Regions from separate parts of the Mus musculus genome. Here regions 1 and 3 are each linked to region 2. The links are chromatin contacts, called in public Hi-C and promoter capture Hi-C maps. All regions are on one chromosome and are shown on one strand. Each heading gives the region's core, a stretch centred on a gene start, on an enhancer-like site or on the middle of the called end of the contact. The rest is flanking DNA. Distances are from core to core; before and after follow the strand shown. Region 1 overlaps Gm32898 (a long non-coding RNA gene). Region 2 holds the start of Nr2c1 (nuclear receptor subfamily 2, group C, member 1). Region 3 has its middle 21 kb from the start of Gm32827.

Region 1 (4,180 bases), core at 36-2,535, 450 kb after region 2:
TATCTCCTTCTGGTCACACAATCCTTCCTCCTGTTTTTCCATAAGAGTCCCCATTGTTTTGCTGTGGGTGCCTGCATCTGTCTGAGTCAGCTGCTGGGTGGAGCCTCTCAGAGGACAACATGCTTCTGTCTGCAAGCATAATAGAGTATCATTAATAGTGCCAGGGATTGATGCTTGCCCATGGGATGGGTCTCAAGTTGGGCTGGTTATTGGTTGCCAAACTTTGTTTTTGACTGACACATTTCTGGGATTTGATGTGATGATACACACACACACACACACACACACACACACACACACATTGTGTGATGACCAATTGGGAATGGTATATATCTCAAGCACTTGTCATTTCTTTGTGCTCTGAACATTCTGCTCCCTCATCTATTTTGAAATAGATTGTGGCTAAAACATTGTCACCTCTGCTATTTTCCACTTAGTGAAACACCGGGCACACTTCTGTAGTCAAGAAACAAAGACAAGTAAGTTGTAAACCAACCTTCCATCTGTAGAAAAATCCTGCTGGGGGTGGGGGGGCTCATTTTATGCAAACAATTGCTTGAGAGTAAGTTGCCAATCAGTTATTCTACCTGATATTTATAGGCGATTATACACTGGCACAATTCATTACCTCAGTATAGTCATTACTTCTGTGTGTAATTCTTAAAGCTAAAGACCATCTTCTGTGGCCCAGAGATATGGCTCAGTGGCTAAGAGTGTGTGTCGTGCAAGCATGAGGACTGTGAGTTCAAATCCCCAGCACCTGTGTAAAAGGACAGGCTTGGTGCACCTGTAACCCCAGGATCATGGGAGTGGAGACATGATTGCTGAGGCTGCTTCCTGCTAGCCTAGCTCAAAGTCCATGAGAGACCCTGTCTCAGAGGAATGAAATGGATATTTGATAGAACAGGGTACTGAACATCCTCTTCTGACCTCTGTACTCTCTCTTTCTCTCTCTCTCTCTCTCTCTCTCTCTCTCTCTCTCTCTCTCTCTCTCTCTCTCTCTCTCTCACACACACACACACACACACACACACACACACACACAGTAGATGTCCAACTGACTCCAGATCCCTTTTAAATTTTCCTAACACCCTTTGCAGGAAAAGGAAGCTGCTCAGAGTTACAGCTATCCTCGCTTATCTCTGGTCAGTTCCCCACTCTTTCCTTGATGGCTGTGACTATCCATTTTCAAAGAGTTTTTCCTTTGTATCAGGTTCTTCGATCTGATATTTCCTCATGACTCACTGCAAGTTGTCTATCTTTGGTCAGAATTGCGGAAGTGACTCCTCATTCTCATCGCTTCCTCTCTGATGAGGCGGTTTCTGTCTATTCCATTGCTGATGGTCTTACATCGCTCATTCAGTGAAGACCCTTAGTCTTCAGCCATTCCACCTTACATGACCCTAAGTTCCTTAGAAAAGGGACTCTGGACCTGCATATCCCCTCATACTTTAAGTTTATTCATGTACTTATTTGGATCAACATAGAGGCAGACTCACAGACTCATCTCAACAGTCTTTAGTGACCTTCTGGCATGTTGCCATTACACCTGAGCCATCACCTTGACTTTTGACACAAGGTACTCCACGCTTGTGCACTTCCCTTTCCCTAGACCTAAGTTGTATGTTCTCGCAGGGATCTCAGATTCTCCTTAGTGAGAAACGGTATTTAAAAGACAATATCTGGGGGCTAGAGAGATGACTCAGCGGTTAAGAGCACTGACTGCTCTTCCAGAGGTCCTGAGTTCAATCCCAGCAACCACATAGTGGCTCCTAACCATCTGTAATAGGGTCTGGTGCCCTCTTCTGGTGTGTCTGAATGGTGGTACATAAAATAAAAGAAAAAAAGAGAAAATACTTAAAATACAATATATGGTGCTATGTCTTCTCTTTATTCTCAACACCCCTAGATCCTCCTAGCAGACAGAGCGGGGAATGCATGGAGTGTCTGTATGGGTGTGTGCATGTGTGCTAATGTATAATGATACATATAAAAATGTATCCGTTTAATGGGCTGCATGGCCCCCTAAAATGAATATACTATATGGAATACTTGGAGACCGGGCCTTGGAGGAGGTGACTAATGGTTGGTTTGGCCATTGGGGTGGTATCTCCATGAATAGCCTTATAAGAAGAGAAGTGAAGGTGGAGAAATTATTTGGGGATTAAGGGCAGAGACTGCTCTTGCGGAGGAACCAGCGTCAATGTCTAGCACCCATACTGCATGACTCACAACTGCCTGTAATTCTAATGCCAGGAGATTTTCCAGTCTCTTCTGGATCTCACAACACCTGTACTTATAAGTGTGCATGTGCACACATGCATATATCCATATCCATATGCGTCCGTACTCACAAACACACACACACATTTAAACATCCTTTAAATCTTAAAAACAATATGAACAGCTGTTAGAACTTGCTTTTTGTATGTACCATTTAAGAACACGGCAAGAAGACAAGCATCCACAAACTAGGCAATGGCCCTCAGCATGGACCAACTTAGCTAACAACCTGGTCTAACCCCATAGCCTCCAGAGCTTAGGAAATACATGGCTGTCCCTCAAGCAACATAACCTGCAGTTTTTGTCATAGCAGCCGGAAATGACTGAGAATATCTATACTTGTTTGTGTATAATTTCACACAGATGCGCACTTAAACCCACACTTATTTCTGCATCTGATTATATGTCGGCAATCAAGGGTGCACACCTCTGACATCAACCAGCATGGCTAAATTTATCCCAGCTTCCCTCCTTTCTGGACTTGAAACTCTTGCCTCCAACAAGGAAACCACCAGCTTCCACTTTCAGTGAAGGATAACTTTTGATGTTTCCTGGCTTCCATGGGAGGAGTTCCATTGTATTAAACCCATCGCTGAATAGAAAATATCCTAAGCTGAAATGCATTTAATATCCCTCACCTAGCAAACATCAGCCTTAACATATCCTGAGACCAGGAAAAGATCCATGCTCAGAACATGGAGTTCGCAGGCATGTTGCTTCCATGCCAATTCAGAGTTGACAAACTTTAAGTAGAACCTCAGAAGTCAAATTGTCTGCTCTCACTCACCTGACCAACCCTCTGTATACAAGTAACAGCTCACCTCTGTTGCCTTGAGTACACAGTGTTTGGTTACTCGCATGCCATGCTGGACTGCTGATGTGTTGGGTCACCTGCCTCATCCCGCTGGGGCCTCTAAAACCCTTGGCAGGTTGCCCTGTTTTATGTGCCTAGGACCTCTCATTTCTTTCATTCCATGAAACACTTCTCCTTGCTCACTTCTTCCCCCCCCCCCCCCCCCCCCACTGCTTAACTGCCATCCTCAAGCCCTGCTCTACACTCTAGGCTACCAACTCTTTCTCCACAGCCCCATGCCTGGCTCTGCCCCTCTGCTAACCAACTTAGAACTATATGGTTCAGGATGGGATAGGAAGGCAATAGGAACAGGAAAAGCAAGATCTCTATGCATGTTTCTCCTAGAAGCCATAGAAAATGACTAGGAGACACTGGGAAATACAGACCAGAAAAGAACCAGTCTTTCCCCTAGAGCAAACCATCACTGTCACTTTCCCTACAAAACAAAGCACACAAAGCAGTACTAGGAAAAGCTGCTGGTTTCTTCTGCTGCAAGAGGACTACGCAGCTGAGGTTGAAATGTTCAGAGGTCACATTTCCTCCCACCCATTCTCAGACACTACACCTGTGCCTGCCATGCTAGCTCCTATGCGTGTGCGTTATGTATGTTCTCTGTATGGCTAGACTTTCATCTGTCTTGTTTATTTTCTATATGCATTGCTTTGTTTTAAAACTGATAAGCTTTCTGCCTATTTCTATACTTAGGTCCTTCCATGGTGTCATTTTTAAGTGATTTTATTGCTTCCCATCATGTATGTGTTTAATCTATATAGTCTGTTGTTGGCTGACTGCCATATTTACTATTATAAATGAGCAACCTTAGCCTTACCATGCCAAGGGGGCTCCAGAAGCCGTTCAGTGTAGTGAAGCAGGTCAGCCACCTTACTTGGCTGGTAAATCGGGTCAACACATCTTCAGTTGTGTGTAATTGGCTGAAACAGTTGTGGTTTGCTTTGTCCACTAAGAAATACTCAGGGAAGGGGTGGCTAAACGAGGGTGCTGAACCTGAGTCTAGACAGTGTGACTGAGGCCCTCAGCTCGGTC
Region 2 (4,331 bases), core at 1,374-3,873:
ATTCATACAAAATAAATGTACTGTAATATCTACTGCTGGTGTGAAGTCCTTTATTATAGAGGTTTTGGTTTGTACTGATTGTTGATACTGTGTAGTCCAAGGTGGCTGGCCTTCAGTGTTCACACTCTCTACATCAGCCTCCTTAGTAAATGGGACTGTAGGCATGTGCCACCCAGCCCCACTTTGACAAGGTCTTCTAAGCCATACCCTTTAGATGAACCTCACTGGCCCCCTTTTTCTAGACTGTGACCAAAAGAAACATGTCACCTAGAGCAATCCTCTAAAAGTGGCTTCTGTTTCCAGACTGGTTTATTCACATAGTTCCTTGTGAGACAGGGTCTTGCCCTGTTGTCCAGGCTCACCAAATATCCATAACAACCTTCCTGCCGTGGCCTCCCAAGTACCAGCACTGCAAGCGTGAGCCACTGCGTCCCAGTTTTAATAAAGTAACTTCTTGTGACTTAAGTCCATGAACTGGAGGTGAGTGGTAACCATGGTAACCACAGCATCCCTTTGGGCATGTGCACTGAGAACTGAGAAGAAAGAAAACATCTGGAGTACCCTTCTCCCTCGAATCCGGCGTACTTTCATCATGTTCACCTTTGAGACGAGCTTGAGGTTATTGGAAAGGCTGCATTATGGGCAAACCAAGCAATGCTAAAAGGTAGAGGTAGACTTTCAGAGAACTAAGCATGAAACAGTTCCCAATGGTAGGGAAGGTTGCAAGTCCTTTTTCTATGTCTAAATACTTAATTCCAAAGAGAAATAGTAATATTTTCTTAGAGGTGCAGTCCAGGCTAGCTTCAAACTGACTGAGCTCCGGTTCCTCCAGCCTTTCTTCTCAAGTGCTAAGATTATAGGCCCGAGGCTGTGGGGCCATAAGGGACAATTAATTATTCGACCTAGCACAAAAAGAGTTTTGATATCCCCCCCCCCAAAAAAATACCTTAGGTTTCTGCCCTGAATCTGGCTGCTTTTCTACAGTGTTTATCTTGATGCAAAGGAAGTTTCTAGATCACCACATAGTACCTGATGTACAGACCAGAGTTTCCTGCCACAGGTGACCTTTCGTTTTGCAGATCTTTATTGACCAGCAGGAACTGTTAACTATCTGGGGACACATCGTCTAGCAAAATGGACAAAAAAAACCCAGCCCTTAGGAACATAAGGTACACAGCAGTGATTGTGTTCTTGCTTTTGATAAAGACAGTCAAGTAAAATTTGACACGACTTTGCCTCAGCCTGTTCTCATATTGCTGGGAAGTTCTATGGGATTGGGCTCTAGGCAGACAGTGTTATCACTCTGCTCAGGCAGGGGGAAGTTTCCCCAAATCGTGATGTTACAGCTCTTCTGGAAAAGGTAGCCTGGCCACCATGAGCCAAGGAATACCACAGAGTCACATCCACACCACACAAGAAACCTCCCACGAGATTTGCTGGAAGGAAAAAAAAAAAAAACAGGAAAATGGCTGCCTCTTCAAGAAACTTCAGGGAACTGGGCAGAAAAATGGACTTTATATAGGGTTTCTTGGAGTGTGGGGTTTTCCAGGGTGGCCTGCGATGGGAGGATTATGTGGCTTGATCTTGGCCAAAGCTTTGAGGGTTGGTGGGATTCTGTGATCAGACTCTGGGACAAGGTCTTGGGCTTGGGTCAAGTCAGGGTCAGGGTGTTCTTTCCTGGGCCCTGTTATCCTACACAGACTCCTTAGCACTGGTGAACTAATCTAAGAGAGTGCCCACAACAAAGTCCAGTTTTCCAGACATTAAAGACACCTAACCCAGACCCATTCGGTTGTTTATTATTTCTCAAACCAAAACTTCCTTTAAGGGGCAAGAGAGATGGCTCAGCTGTTAAAGAGCATTGGCTGCTCTTGTAGAGGGCCCAGGTTCAATTCCGAGTACCTGCATGGCTACTCAAAACGATCTGTAAGTTCACATCTAGAGGATCTGATGGCCTCCACCTAGACTAGGTACACCTAGATGCATAGATGCAGGTAAAACGCCCGTATTAATGAAATTTAAAAACAAAACAAACCGCTACAGCACTGGAGAGGGAGGCAGGAGAATCACTAGTTAAAAGACTAGTCTGGGTTCTGACAGGCCAGGTCTCAAAAGACTTGTCTTTTTCTTTCCTTCCTTCTTTCTTTCTTCCTTCCTGCCTTCCTCCCTTCCTTTCAAGAGTTTTACTCTTAGTGTGTAGGGTGTTCGGCCTGCACATATGTTTGTGCACAGAAGAGGGCACCAAATCCAATGGAACTGAAGTTACAGAAGATGACCACAGACCAGGTGGGTGTTAGGAATCAAGCCAAGTTCTCTGGAGGAACCACAAGTCCTCTTAACCATTGAGCCATCTCTCCAGCCCTCGGTCGTCCTTGATTTCCAATTACGTGTGTTTGGGTATGTGCACTTGGGTGCGCGTGCCCGCGGAGGCCAGACACCAGAGTTGCAGGTATTGGAAGAACTTGATGCTATCTATCATCCTCACAGGGCATCGGGTGGACACGCAGCTGCGGCGGCGCTCTCCCTCCACACCTACAGGGGGCAATCGACTTCCAGAACCGCCGCTGGACTCCGGGGCCCTCGGCTTCGCCCAGGGAACGTCACCACCGCCGGCCGCTTCTCCACCGCGCTAATGCGCAGGCGCCAAGAGCACCACGCACCGCCAAGCCGAGGGTGGGGTCACGAACTCTGACCCCCACCCCCAAAACACAAACTCAGAAAGCTCCCCTGTCCCCTTGGCCTCGGGTCCCCTCGCCTCTGCTCTCTCCAGCCCAGCGGCCGCCGCGGCGGGAGGGGTAAGTCGGGTGCGGGGCGGCCCAACCGCCGAGCGTCGTGGCCCGAGCGCCCGTGTCCCTGAGTGTCCCAGCTCCCGGTTACCGGAGAGCCGGACATTAGCGGATTGCCCAAAGCCTTGGGAGGCCGGGCCGGGCCGGTGACCTTTCACCTAAAGGGAACGCTTCCGTCTCGGCGCCGCTTCCCCCGCCCCGGGGCTGCGCGCGTGGTGGGTGCAGGGCAGGGAGCTGCGGGGCGCAGGACCGGAGGGACCATGTACCCCGGGGCTACGGGATGACACCTCCTCCGGCTCAGGATTCTGCTTGCATGAGAGGACCAGCATCCGCTGTGGCTGTTTCTCTGAGGGAAGGTGGCCTAGGGCTATCTCATGCACTGGGCACATCAAAGCTTCCAGTAGCTCTTTTGTTAGGAGCACTGCCTGAGTTTCTGCAGACAACATCTCATGATGTGCAGATATTGCCAGGCTGTCCCCTACCCCTGAGTTAAGCAGGTCAGCCAAAGCTGGAAAGGACAAGCAAAAGAGACTTGAAGTTAAATCCGTTTAGGGCTTTTTTTTCCACCGCTTGGAAGTTGTTAGTGTGTCTTAGACTTCAAGGAAGGGGTTGTTCTTTGTTTTTAAAACAGTGTCTGCTTGTTTACCGGGTTGAGTAATTGTCTCTAAACTTTACGTGTCTACTTTGGTAAATTTGGAAAGAGATTATTGATCTGTTCTAATCAAACAGCAAACATGAAAAAGGAAATCGTTTGGGGAGGGTGTCTTGGGAGTTGTAGTTTGGTGGGACAGAAATGCAAGTACATTAGAGAAGATTCCAGGAAGGGAAGAAAAAGTGGGAGTTTATTGTGGACCATTTAACATTGAGAAAGAACAGAAAGCCTGGATGACCTGCAGGAAGGAGCCAGGCTGGTGACACATGCCTGTAATCCCAGTACTCAGGAGGCTAAAGCAAAGCAGGAAAGGTCACCTGGAGTTCTTGTGGAGACTGGCTTGGAAATCATGTATCCAAACCCCAGAAGATGTATAGAAGATAAAGGAAAGGTCTTACGTCCTTTGTATCAACATGGCCAGTAACCTTTTGGTGTGCATCTTGAACCTTTGGATACAGTGTAAGTTTTCCAATTGCAATCATTCCAAAGACCTATTAGTCTAAGGGTGGCAGTAACCACAATTCCCGTTTCCAAGTTAGACCTTCTGTACAGTTCTAGCCTGTAGGACACCCTTTATAGCCTCCTAACTCTGGTTTCAAAGGTCGTTTTAATGTTGCTTCTATTGTCATTAAAGAAGATACTTGATGCTTGTATCCATTACAAACTAAACATATGGTGACAATAAATTTAACCAATTTCATGATTTCATCATTCTGTGTAACGCTTTCAAGGTGAAAGGTTTTCAAGGGGACCATACAAGGCAGCAAAGCCTAAATATCTTCTGAGGGTGTGGTGAAGTGTGTAATTCCTATCCCGGTGATAGCAAAGACCAACCTCATACAAAAAGTAGCACTATAAGATCCTCTGTGCACAGGCACGCGCACACACACACA
Region 3 (4,508 bases), core at 1,112-3,611, 260 kb after region 2:
GAAATGAAGAGTGGAGTGAAGGGAAGAAGGAAGAAGGAAGGAAGGAAGGAAGGAAGGAAGGAAGGAAGGAAGGAAGGAAGGAAGGAAGGATATTTGGTGGAGAAACAGAGATGGCCTGTGCTTGCTTTCTCACAAGCCAAGTGACTCTGACATGTCATAAACGTTCTCTGGATTTGAGTTTCTGAGTGTATGAAGCAAAAGATTTGGTCGAGTTTCTGTGATTCTCTCTTAATCCAACCTAAAGTTTTAATAACCTTCTGAATAAATGTTTTCACATTCACTGGAGACAACCAGGACCATGTAGAAATAGCAGAGACAATGTAAATTGCCCTAGTTCTGGCCCCAAGAAGTTAAGTATCTCCCAGTGTTATTTTCAAGAGCCAAATTCGTGCATGATTGGTTGAAAACTGAGTTTGTAGGTTGTTTTATCAGCCAGGGAAGATATAGCAGGTGAACAGGCCTGGCCCCTGCCTTCCATACCTGTCCCTCTAACAGCATAGGTGATGTCCTACAGGTTTCCATGGAGGGTGTATCCCCTGGAGGCCGATGCCTTCTGTTTACCAGTAAAGTCTGCTGTGTTTTGCTGCCATTTTGGGGCTGTCCTGCTTAGATTTGAAGAACTTTTCTGAATGTTATTTCTTATGGCGAAGGGCAAAGAAGCTTTAGGAAGCTACGTTAGTCACATTTCAGATTAGCATGACAAAGGCAACTTGCGGGAGAAATCATTTATTTTAGCTTACAGTTCCAGGGTGTTCAAGCCCGTGATGGCGGGGACAGCGTGGCGGTAGGCATGATGGCTGCAGCAGCTGACAGGGGTCACATCTTGAACCTCAAATACGAAGCAGAGCGAGCTACAAGTATGGGAAGCTTTGTTTTTGGTTTACTCTGAAAGCCATACCCTCGGTGAGAGACTTCCCCTAACAAAGCCCCACCTCCTAAACTGTCCCAAACAGTGCCACCAACCAGGGATCAAGCGTTCAAATGCCCTAGGCTGTGGGAGGTACTTCTCAATCCACCACAGGAACTAAGAAAGAAAGCAACATCAAGCCGTCAGACCAGACTTATCAGCCATGTTCAGCTTCTCTGACCGCCTATCTGAGGCACATCAGCTTCTCTGCTCTTCATCTACTGTCTTCAGGTCACCTCTGCCAGAGGCATAACAAACAATATGGCAGCTTCAGAGGAGAAAGACCCGGGGAGGAGAAAACATTGGGGGGGGGGGGGTGATCGGGAAGCTAACCCCCTCTCCTGTTACGTTTGCAATGAGAGCTGTAAGAAACCCTAGAAATATTCCTGATGAACCCCTGCTCTCTTCCAAGGAGATGGGGAGGCAGAGACACATGTCCCCAAAGGCCACTTCCTTTCCAGTCGTCATTTAGAGAGGGGCACTTACTCTACTCATAGAAGTCCCCATCCTGTGAAGCCTTCTCCACTCACCTCTCTTTTCAGAGACTGAGTTCCACCTAACGGAGCCTTCCCAGCACACAGGGCATCCTGCAAGCCCACCTCCTGCAGGGGAATCTGAGCCTGTAGCTGAAGGACTCCTGAGCAGGTTTCTTGCATCTCACAGAGAGGTGATGTCCCCATGTCTCTTCCAAACAAATGCAAGATTGGTTTCCATAGCAAATACTGTATTTTTTTTCCTACCTGTATGAACTGGAAGTCCGTTGCCTTCCTTGTAAGCTGAATCTTTTTGCAAAAAGTCCCAAGCTGACCCTTGCCAAGGGAGTTTGCTGTCCAAGTACAAGAAACAGACACACAAGAAGAAATAAATATTATTGGTGGCATAGATTTGCAGTTTCTTAACTCTCACAGAACTCAGGCCTGAACAAGCATAAGTTACCTGGGCGTTGTCCAGAGAGACAGCTGAAGTGGAGAAACAAGAGGAAACTAAGAAATAAATAAAAAAGCAACCAAGACTCAAAGTTCAGATTAGATGAGGAGAGAGTAATTCTAACTCCCTAACAGAAACCGGCACCAGAGGGTCTCCTGTCCTTCAAAGAGGGGTGTGTATCAGGGTCCAGTGCACGGGACAGCTGCTTCATCGCTCCACAGTTGCTTAAGGGCTGTCTTATGCTGGAGGGATGGAACGCTCGCTCTGCATGATAGCAAGGGATTGAACTGATACTGTTTGTGAAGATAAACAAAAGATGGGTTTCTCTTTAAGGAAACACTTCTAGGAACCAATGTAAAGGACTATGTGTGTGGAGAGGCAGTGTGTCTCTTGCCCGCCTCTGACTCAGTTGCCAGATATTCATCCTTCAGTATCTTAAAGGGGCCAACCCCTTCTGCACCCTGTAGCTAGCTCTGCTTGGAACACTCTGTGTGTAACCCTGCCAGAGTCCTGACTTCCCCTTTGACCTTTGAACCTGCTGAGTCACACACTTCCTTCAGGTCCCAGCCAGATTATCATAGCCACACACAGTGTTTTCCCGACCCCTTCTCTAAGGAAGTTCCTACTTGCCAGTGACCGTAACATTTTGTGCTTTCCTTTATAGCACTTACCAAATGTGTACATACATGTGTGGATCTGTGTGGATAGAGACATGTACTTATGCACATACATATACTTCATATGTGTGTGCACATACAAAGACAAAACACAATCAAAATTTGTGTGACTATTTATTTACTCTGTGTCTCAGCAGTAACCATGGAGCCCATTGCTTTATTCTATTTTCTGTGTGGCACCAGATACAGTAGGCACCAATAAGCATGCTGAATCCTATGGCTTCCGCTGCTACAATGTTTCTGAGTGTGTTGCTCCGAACTGAGCTGTCAGAAATGGTTGCAGGTGGACCTGCCTTCAGATCTTGATAATAACTGTACCAACTTGTATGGAAGGAACTTATTTTCCATTTACTTTTAATTCTTCTGATTTTGTCAAAGAGAAAAACTTGTTTGGGACAATGGCTATAACACCTGCCAGGCTAAAAAGAGAGATAGATGAATGGTAGGTAGGTTGATAGTTAGTTAGATAGATAGATAGATAGATAGATAGATAGATAGATAGATAATGATATAGATGGATACAGATAGAGGATAGATAGAAATAGAAGAAAGGAAGGAAACACACACACAGAGATACGGGGAGAGAGAAAGACAGACAGACAGACAGACAGACAGACAGACACTGGTTGGTCTTCAGCAAGCAACACTAGGCAGAATGTAGTAATTTGATTTTCATGTTTCATGTCCTTTATTCGTGGCAAGAAATACTGATGTTTTCCCTCAGGGAAGTGATCCCAGCCTTCAATTTAAAATAAAACCCAAATAGCTGGGCTTGGTGGCGCACACCTTTGATCCCAACGCTCAAGAGACAGAGGCAGGTAAATCCCTGTGTTCAAGGCCAGCCTGGACTACAGAGTGAGTTCCAGAACAGCCAGGGCTAGACAGAGAAACCCTGTCTTTACAAAACAAACAAATGAATGGCTAAATAAGGCAAAATCAAGTAAGTTTATCTGATAAAATATTGAGGTAATGTTTGTGCTACAGGCGGTTCTTGAAAGGTCTACAACTTGGAATCACTTGGTTCTGGGTAGAGACTAGGGGCGACCTCCTCTGGCTTTTCTCTGCCTTTCCTCCCTGCATTGCTAGTACCATATTTCTTGGCTAAGGGTTCCCTGGATTCCATTTCTGAGCACCGCGGTGCAAGTCTGTGACAAGGTTATGAAAGCAGACCAAGTCTTTCTCAAGTCACTCTGAGAACATGTCCTTTCTGATATTAAAATAGCCTTTTTTCAAAATAGCGATTGGATCACGAGTATGCCTTTGGTGACTCTGTTGTTCCCTCTGTTTCATTTTGTGTCCATGGTGACTTGGAGGATCATAGCTCCTCTGGGTGGGCTCCAACAGTCTGGAGTCCACTACTTTCAGGAGACATGTGTGGTCATCCTCTGTAAGAAGGGAATTTAATACATTCCGGTACAATCGTGTTTACCTTTATAAGTAATAAAAGGAACAGGGAATTCATTGTGTGTGTTATGTGTATTATACGAATGTCTCTGTGTGTGCATGAGTATGTGCATATGTCTCTGTGTTCATGAGTGTGTGTGTATGTGTGGGGGTGGCTTAAGGCCCTTAATACAAATGTATGTGTGTTATAGAAAATAGCCTTTCTATTTAAAAAATAAAAATAGGGAATTGTTGTCCTTCATTTCAAACAGGGATACCAAGAACCATATTTTTAATGAAAGCTATCACCTAATTAATTAATTAACTAATTAATTAATAAATATGGCCAGTGTTGTATAAGGCCAGTGTTGTGTAAGGGGTAAAAAGGTGTGAGGTGTCCCTACAGCAAATTCTTCCCCTGGAGACAGACCTGAGATGGAAGGGTCTTAGATTATGGTACCTAGAAGACAGACAGACCTGGGATGGCAGGGTCTGAGGTTATGGTACCTAGAAGACAGATGATTATGTGGAGGCTCAGGCTCCTGGTCTTCTGAGGAGAAAGGCAAGCAGGAGTTTACAGAGGAGAGACAGGTTGTCATCTGTGGAAATTTCCA

What was found. Promoter capture Hi-C pulls out the DNA fragments that hold promoters and counts their contacts. A called contact is a pair of places that touch in the nucleus more often than the background predicts.
Region 1: a contact with region 2 is called in a Hi-C map of the HPC-7 cell line, with 4 times the contacts expected there. The contact joins the enhancer-like site here to the promoter of Nr2c1 in region 2. A contact is called at or near these places in 14 of 39 promoter capture datasets (the 3T3-L1 cell line, 3T3-L1-derived adipocytes, the HPC-7 cell line and 9 more), 6 of 484 Hi-C or Micro-C datasets (the HPC-7 cell line, the N1E-115 cell line, cerebral cortex and 3 more) and 1 of 115 datasets of contacts at active chromatin or transcription factors (neural tube).
Region 3: a promoter capture Hi-C map of trophoblast stem cells shows a contact between it and region 2, with 5 times the contacts expected there. The contact joins the enhancer-like site here to the promoter of Nr2c1 in region 2. A contact is called at or near these places in 4 of 39 promoter capture datasets (the 3T3-L1 cell line, the HPC-7 cell line, liver and 1 more), 2 of 484 Hi-C or Micro-C datasets (CD4 T cells and liver) and 1 of 9 other capture datasets (pancreatic islet).

Annotation. Positions count from the first base shown.
Region 1 is chr10:94,599,961-94,604,140 of GRCm38.p6, forward strand. It overlaps Gm32898 (a long non-coding RNA gene), which reads right to left. Exons shown (of 5, transcript XR_001779842.1): 5 at 90-129. Among named protein-coding and RNA genes, the nearest start is that of Mir7211, 16 kb to the left of the region's middle. Within about 2 kb of position 1,286, at least 11 of the 459 cell types and tissues checked have an H3K27ac peak or open chromatin away from gene starts, as enhancers often do. A contact at or near this core is called in the HPC-7 cell line and trophoblast stem cells, where this site is marked.
Region 2 is chr10:94,145,308-94,149,638 of GRCm38.p6, forward strand. It overlaps Nr2c1 (nuclear receptor subfamily 2, group C, member 1), which reads left to right and starts at 2,624. Exons shown (of 14, transcript NM_011629.3): 1 at 2,624-2,795. It overlaps Fgd6 (FYVE, RhoGEF and PH domain containing 6), which reads left to right. Exons shown (of 21, transcript NM_053072.3): 21 at 1-32.
Region 3 is chr10:94,403,285-94,407,792 of GRCm38.p6, forward strand. It overlaps a transcript of Tmcc3 not described here. Among named protein-coding and RNA genes, the nearest start is that of Gm32827, 21 kb to the right of the region's middle. Within about 2 kb of position 2,362, at least 15 of the 459 cell types and tissues checked have an H3K27ac peak or open chromatin away from gene starts, as enhancers often do. A contact at or near this core is called in liver and trophoblast stem cells, where this site is marked.